Regions from separate parts of the Mus musculus genome. Here region 2 is linked to region 1. A link is a contact called in public Hi-C data. All regions are on one chromosome and are shown on one strand. Each heading gives the region's core, a stretch centred on a gene start, on an enhancer-like site or on the middle of the called end of the contact. The rest is flanking DNA. Distances are from core to core; before and after follow the strand shown.

Evidence for each region. Hi-C and Micro-C count contacts between places; a contact is called where the count stands out from the background.
Region 2: a Hi-C map of rod photoreceptor shows a contact between it and region 1, with 2.8 times the contacts expected there. The contact joins two enhancer-like sites. A contact is called at or near these places in 1 of 15 datasets of contacts at CTCF or cohesin (CD8 T cells), 1 of 484 Hi-C or Micro-C datasets (rod photoreceptor), 3 of 115 datasets of contacts at active chromatin or transcription factors (bone marrow-derived macrophages, embryonic stem cells and pancreatic cancer cells) and 2 of 9 other capture datasets (embryonic stem cells and liver).

What each region holds. Positions count from the first base shown.
Region 1 is chr11:117,163,937-117,167,322 of GRCm38.p6, reverse strand. No RefSeq gene overlaps it. Among named protein-coding and RNA genes, the nearest start is that of Sec14l1, 50 kb to the right of the region's middle. Within about 2 kb of position 1,507, at least 7 of the 459 cell types and tissues checked have an H3K27ac peak or open chromatin away from gene starts, as enhancers often do. A contact at or near this core is called in rod photoreceptor, where this site is marked.
Region 2 is chr11:117,383,039-117,386,538 of GRCm38.p6, reverse strand. No RefSeq gene overlaps it. Among named protein-coding and RNA genes, the nearest start is that of Gm34128, 26 kb to the left of the region's middle. Within about 2 kb of position 1,493, at least 10 of the 459 cell types and tissues checked have an H3K27ac peak or open chromatin away from gene starts, as enhancers often do. A contact at or near this core is called in rod photoreceptor, where this site is marked.

The sequences.
Region 1 (3,386 bases), core at 258-2,757:
GTCGGTTCTCTCCTTCCACCACAAGGAACTCTAGGGTTGAACTCAAGTCTTCAGGCTCAGTGCAAATGCTAGTGCCCGGCAGGCCATCTTCTCAGCCCCAGCCTCCATTTCTTCAATGTGGGTCTACACCAACATCCCTGGCTTGATTTTTCTGGTTACATATTTATATTCTCACTTTCTGAGACAGGGTATCACTATGTAGTCTAGGTTGGCCTTGAACTCACAGAGATTGGCCAGTCTCTGCCTCCTGAGTGCTATGTGTGTGCATGTGCATCTTCACGTGTGCACATGTGCCTGTGAGTGTGTGCGGGCCCCTGTCCCACAGAGACCAAAAGAGAGTGTTTGACCTCTGGAGCTAGAGCACTAGGCATTTGTGAGCTGAGTGAGCTAGGTACAAGAGCCAAACTCTAGCTCCTTCAAAGTGCAGCAGGCACTCCTAACTGCCAAGCCGCACCATCTCTCCAGGCTCCTGATTTAAAAGGGAAGAGCAGAGCAGAGCAAAGCAGAGCAGAGCCCACATGCCTCTTTCAAATCTGTAGGTTGACCTCCACACAGGGCAAGCGCTCCACCTCCTGAGGAGGTGCCAGCCGAGCCCAGCTGGAGATCCATAAAGGCCACTCTCAAAGCATGCTCCTCCCCCCAGATTTTCTCTAGAAATTTCTCGGGACGCTGAAGTGTTCTAAATGGGAAATGAAAACAAACCATGTGTTCCAGGAGATGACACAGTCACACACACACACACACACACACACACACACACACCGCTCCCTGCTGAGTAAAAGCTGACACAGGATCTGTGGGGCACTCGGGTTTCTTGGTGTAGCCTTGGCTGTCCTGGAAATCATGCTGTAGACCAAGCTGGCCTCGAACTCAGAAATCTGCCTGCCTCTGCCTCCCAAGTGCTGGGATTAAAAGTTAATGTCAGCCATTTCTGACTGAAGTGGAGACTGTCGTGAGGCGAGCAGCCCAGCCGTGTTAGCTGGGGCAGGTCTGGGCTCCTACTAAGGATGCCTCCCAAGCAGGCCTGACCTCTGCTAGGATCTGTGCTGGTCTTCAGGGGTCTCTTGTCCCTCTGCCCCAGTGGGACACAGAGTGCCAAGGTCAGGAGTCCTGAGGCACTGCCTGCCTGGCTCCTGTTTTCTTCTCCTGCTATCTGAGACAGTGGGCACAGACCCCAGGCCCTCAGAGCCTCAGTTTCCCCAGTGTGCGATAGGGCTGGACTGGGCCATGAGTTCAGAGCAGGCCTGGAGAGGACTCACAGTTGGTCGGTTAGCTCATCTAATAGGCTGTGCCCTGGCAGGGGCGCTGGAGCAGCCTGGTTGAGCCAGGTAAAACTGGCAAGCAGACTGTGCAAGCGTCTTCAGATTGCAAATAAGCCTGTGCGAGATTCGGGGGGACGTGAGGAGACACTGGCCACTGACTTATAGAGTCATGGTGGGAGAGCTTCCAGGGCACAGGGCACCTTCAGGGATAGTGTGACTATAGCTGATCAGCTGACCTTGGGGTCAGTGCTGATCCAACTCAAATCCTTTCACAAATACCGTGAAGCCTCCATAAAGCAGAGATTAGTGAAGGTCCTCTGGGACTCCAGATCTGCAGTCAACAGACACGGACCTAGCCATCGCTCCCGTGGAGACAGCCCCACACACCTGAGACAACGAAAGGAAGAGGCTGAGGATCAAGTGTGTGTCTTATACAGGCAATACTGTGGGGTCCAGTGTGTGTCTTATACAGATGATGCTATGGGGTCATGTGTGTCTTATACAGACGATGCTGCAGGATCCAGTGTGTGTCTTATACAGATGATGCTGTGGGGGTCCTCTCTATGCCTCCTGCACAGTGGGAAGCAGTGGCCTCAGGAAGCCCTTCAGTCTATCCTTGGGGCTGGAGGGCGGGGGGGGGGGTGAGAAGCAAGTCATGGTTACAGAGCTCAACCCATGTCCCTGGCCAGCCTCTTCTCCCCCACCTATTGCTTGAGTCCTGGCTGGAAGCCCTGCTATGTTAGGAGTCTCACATACACAGAAGTGGAACATTAAAGGCAGACACTGAAGAACCTGATGCGTATGGACTGGGTAAGTGGGTGGCCCAGGTCCCCAGCTTCAGAGAGGTCTTGCCTTCCCCAGCTCCATTGAAGAGACTATAGACCACCAGGACAGGCCCACGGCCTGATATCCCCAGCTTTCAGCCATGCTGAAGGGTGAGGCCCGACTCCCTTCAGTCTCCAGAACCTTCTAGAAGCATCTGTCCTAGTCTCCTCTGGCATCCACACTGGGCTGGGGCCTGTGTTTCTCTGTAGAACAATGGCTCTCAACCATGCTGATGCTGAGACCCTTTGATACAGGTCCTCATGCTGTGGCGACCCCCAACGGTAGAGATATTTGCATCGCGACCTCAGAACTGTAATTTTGCTAGTTAGGGATCTTAGTGCAAATATCTGTGTTTTTTGATGGTCTTAGGCAACACTTGTGAAAGGGTCATTCGATTCCCAGATAGCTCCACAGCTGCAGGCTGAGATTTGGGGCTTTAGGAAGTACTAAGGTTATGGCCAGAGATGCAAGGATGTCCAGGCCAGAGAGAGAAGCTGCTGGCCAGACACCCTGCTCTATTCCCTGTCCTGTTTTCTCTTGTGCAGCCTGCCACTGGGCACAGTCCCCATAAAGAGGCATGGTGCTGGCCCAGGCCTGGTGATACACACCTTTACTCTCATCACTCAGCAGAACTCCCTCTGTGAGTTCAAGGCCAGCCTGGTCGACAAAGTAGGTTCCAGGACAGCCAGGGATGTTACACAGTGAAACCCTGTCTTGAATAACCAAAAAAAAAAAAAAAAAAAAAAAAAAAAATCCACTTTGTTCTTGCCCAGAGTTGAGGGGGTGGGTGGGTGGGAGGTAGGGACAGCTCAGCCTGTCTTCCGGTGGTGGCAGATATGACCAATTTGACAGCTGACACAGCTCCAGCTATGTCTTCAAAGAATTTTCTGGTATGTTAGCTGAGGTGGGAAGACTGGCCCTGAACAAACATGGTACCATCCCATGGGCGGGCCCTAGAACGCTGAAAAAGGAGAAAGCAGATTGCACACCAGCGAGCTTGTCTTTCTGCTTCCTGACTGGATGCAGATGCAAGCATGACCAGCTGCCTCACTGGCTGTGGCTCCTCACCATCACAGACTGCACCTCAAACTGTGAGCCCCTCAAACTGTGAGCCCCTCAAACTGTGAGCCCCTCAAACTATGAGCCCAAGTGAACCCTTCCTGCCTTAAGTCTTCTTTGTCAGACTTGTCACACCAAGAAAATTATACGCGCTCCCCATTGCACCTGCCACCAATCTAGATGCTGACAGGTGCTCCCACTGTCCCTCGGGGGAGGTCCAGACCTGGGCTCTGGCTGGGA
Region 2 (3,500 bases), core at 244-2,743, 220 kb before region 1:
AGGGTGTTCAGGTCACTGGGTTTTGTTGCTCTTCGGGGCTGTTTTGGTGCAGGAGATTACTAGAGCCCCTGAGCGCTCTACCTCTGAGCTCTGCCTGGAATTCTTCTTGGGTTTGTTGTTTGTTTTTGTTTTTTTGTTTTTTTTTTTTTTTTTTGAAACAAAAATCTAAGTTGCACAAGAGGTTTCTGACCCGTAATCCTCCTGCCTCAGTCTCCCAAGTAGTTGATATTACAGCTATGCTGCAGGCTCAGGTAGCACGTCCTGGCTGCCTCCTACCTAAGCCAATGTCACCAAGCCTAGGGGCAACTCTTCCTGCCCTGAGCCGGCTTGGGTAGGACAAAGGCAGCTCTCCATCTCCATAGAACTTCAGAACTAATCTTATCACTTCGCCTTCAGCTGACCCTGAGCCTCCTGGATCTCAAAATTTAGGAATGGCTCTGATCCCACTGGCTGAGTTAGATTACACTGCACAGGGACTGTCCCTCAGGGGTCCTAGGAATACAGGCAAATGTGTCTCCCTGAGCCCCATTCCTGTCCTCACAGGTACAGATCGGGCTACCTGGCTTCTGGCTCTCTCTCCAAAGCTCCAGTCTGCGCTTCCTTTCTGACCCCTGTGCGCATGCTCAGATCCTCAGGAGCCAAAACCTTTAAGTGGGGCTTTGGTTCCTGTACCCATCTTCCTGCATCCCACCGCCCTTCCCACGCGGCGTCCCAAGCTCCCGGGAGAGAACTGTTTAATCTCGTGTATGGTGTGTGTCTATCAGCCACACCAGCTATTGAAGAAACTCAATCCATAAATAATGATGATAGTTGTAAAAATAGCAGGCATGGTCCCCTTCCTGCGTCAAAGGGCTGTTTTTTTTTTTTTTTTTTTTTTTTGACTGCCACTCTGAGCCAGCCTTCAGAAAAAGAGTTAATTAATATCCCTCGCTGTGGACTAATTCTCTTTTCAACATGTGGCTGTCATTCCCCCGTCATCACAACTGATTTACAACAGGGTTTAATTAAATTCTCCCTACATAATTCAACATTCTCCAAAGACAACCCCAGAGTGGCCCGGGGTATTTAAAATGTCACCTGCTGAGACATATCACCTCTCCCTAAATAAATATGACAGTGATCAAACTTTGGCTAATTACGGTGACTTGGTTATTTGTTTGTATGTTTTAATATTTAATTGCTTTCATGTTCATCCAATTACGCTGCAACAGCAAATAGAAATTAACTGTTTTATCAGCATGTTCCCAGCCCAGCTACTAAACAACCTGACAGACTCGGAACAGTGGGAACTGCCCAGGCTGAAAAGATGGTGTAGGCTTCTTCTCAGCTCGGTGGACAGGCGATTAAATTAAGGAGGCGCTCTGGCGGAGCCGGCATGGGGCGGCAGGCTCGGCTTCCAGGAGCTTGGAAATCTCAAGCTAAGGATCAGCGGATGCCAGCAGGGCTTTTGATTCCATACTGCCACCCCGTGGCCACTTCTTGAATTGCCCCAGCTTCTTAGGCTGAAGTTCTAGGAAGCCAGAAACTCCTGGAATCCACCAGCTAACAGCGTCTGTGACTCCTCACGTGGGTGAGCCGAGTGCGTTCACAGTCTCGAAATGCTGCCTCCCCCTGCAGCTTTGGGGTTCTCTGCTTCGACAAATGTGTAGTACCTTCGGTCAAGTTCCTGGGACCAAGATAGTGCCTCGAAGATATTGTAGATCCTGGGTCATTACTCCTCCAAGTCCACACCTGTAGACGCCGCCCTCCTGGAAGGGGAGCCGGGAAATGCTGGTCTTGGATGCCCCAGCAGCCCTCTCCCAATAACCAATTAGGCCCCCAAATCAATTCCCAGGATTATCTCCAAGGGACTCCTGCCTGGCTCCTTCATTCCTTTTCAATTGGCGCCTGCTTCTGTCCCAAGGCAAACCTCAGGAGAATGTCGGAAATAAAAAGGATGAAGGGTGACAGAAACCCGAGCGACTCTATCGAGAGGCACGTCCTTCCAGCCTAACCCCACAGCTTCATAGGAGCCTTCCACATGCCAAAAATAGAAATAACCTCTCCTTGAACTCCTTGAACTTACATCTCACTAAGGCGGCTCAGCTGTAAGCTCCTGTCGGGGAAGGGCTGGGAAACAGACTGAGGCCTCTTAGAGAGAGGCGACCAGACAGTGCTGGGACAGCTCATTAAACAACTTCAGGGAGAACCTGGCGGGGTCTCAAGGAGTCCAGGGGAAGGAGGATCCTATAAGGAAGTGTGTGTGTGTGTGTGTGTATGTGTGTGTGTTTCTGTGTTTCTCTGTGTGTGTTGTGTGTGTGTTTCTCTCTCTCTCTCTCTCTCTCTCTCTCTCTCTCTCCCTCTCTCTCTCTCTCTCTCTCTCTCTCTCTCTCTTCCTCTCTCTCTTTCTCTCTCTCTGAGTATGTGTGTGTGTTTGTGCACACACCAGCATGGGGCCATGAGGTTGTGGAAGCTACTAGTTAACATGAGGTATCTTCCTCAGTCTTTCTCCACCTTATGTTTTATTAATATATTTTATGTTTGCCCTGTATGTTTGTATGTGGTATATATATTCTGCATATATCCTTAGTGCCCACAGATGTCAGAAGAGGGCATCAGAGTCCTTGAAACTGGAGTTACAGATGGCTGCGAGCTACCATGTGGGGGCTGGGACCCAAACTCAGGTCCTCTGTAAGAGCAACAAACATCCTTTCTCCACCTTAATTTTTGAGATTGGGTCTCTCATCGAACCTGAAATGCCCTCTGGTCGGCGGACTCCGGAGATCCTCTTGTCCCCATCCCCTGGGAGTAAAAGACACGGAGCACCGTGGCTGGCCAGGGATCTGCTTGCACAGTGAGCATGTTTACTGTCCAGGCCACCTCTTCAGCCCCAGAAAAGCCTTTCATTGAAATAAAAACCTTATATTGGTAATCCCAATAAAATGGCAATCCCAGAGACAGGTCTGTCCTTTGGTTGTGGTGGGAGTCTTGGAAGACACCGACACCAACACACACACACACACACACATCCGTGCACTTGCATACACACACATGCTCTCTCTGTCTCTTTCTCTGTCTGTTTCTCTCTGTCCCTCTCTGTCTCTCTCTCTGTGTCTCTGTCTCTCTCTGTGTCTGTCTCTCTCTCTGTCTCTCTCTCTGTCTCTCTGTCTCTCTCTCTCTCTGTGTCTCTGTCTCTCTCTGTGTCTGTCTCTCTCTCTGTCTCTCTCTCTGTCTCTCTGTCTCTGTCTCTGTCTCTCTCTCTCTCTCTCTCTCTCTCTCTGGCTACCTGCTGGAGACAGGGACTGAGCCCTGACAGGCAAAGGAACACTGGGAGTCTTCTTTAATTAGCGCAGAGCAGGAAGCCTCTTGGAGAAAATTTTCCTGGGGATGAGAGTTTATGCAAATGAGCCCTGGCCCGACCGAGAGATTCTAATTGGTCCCAGCAGGTGCCCACGGCAGGGTCAGCCTGCGCTGGAAACGTGTGAACATCTCCATCAGGGTCCCTGAGGCCACTTCACTGT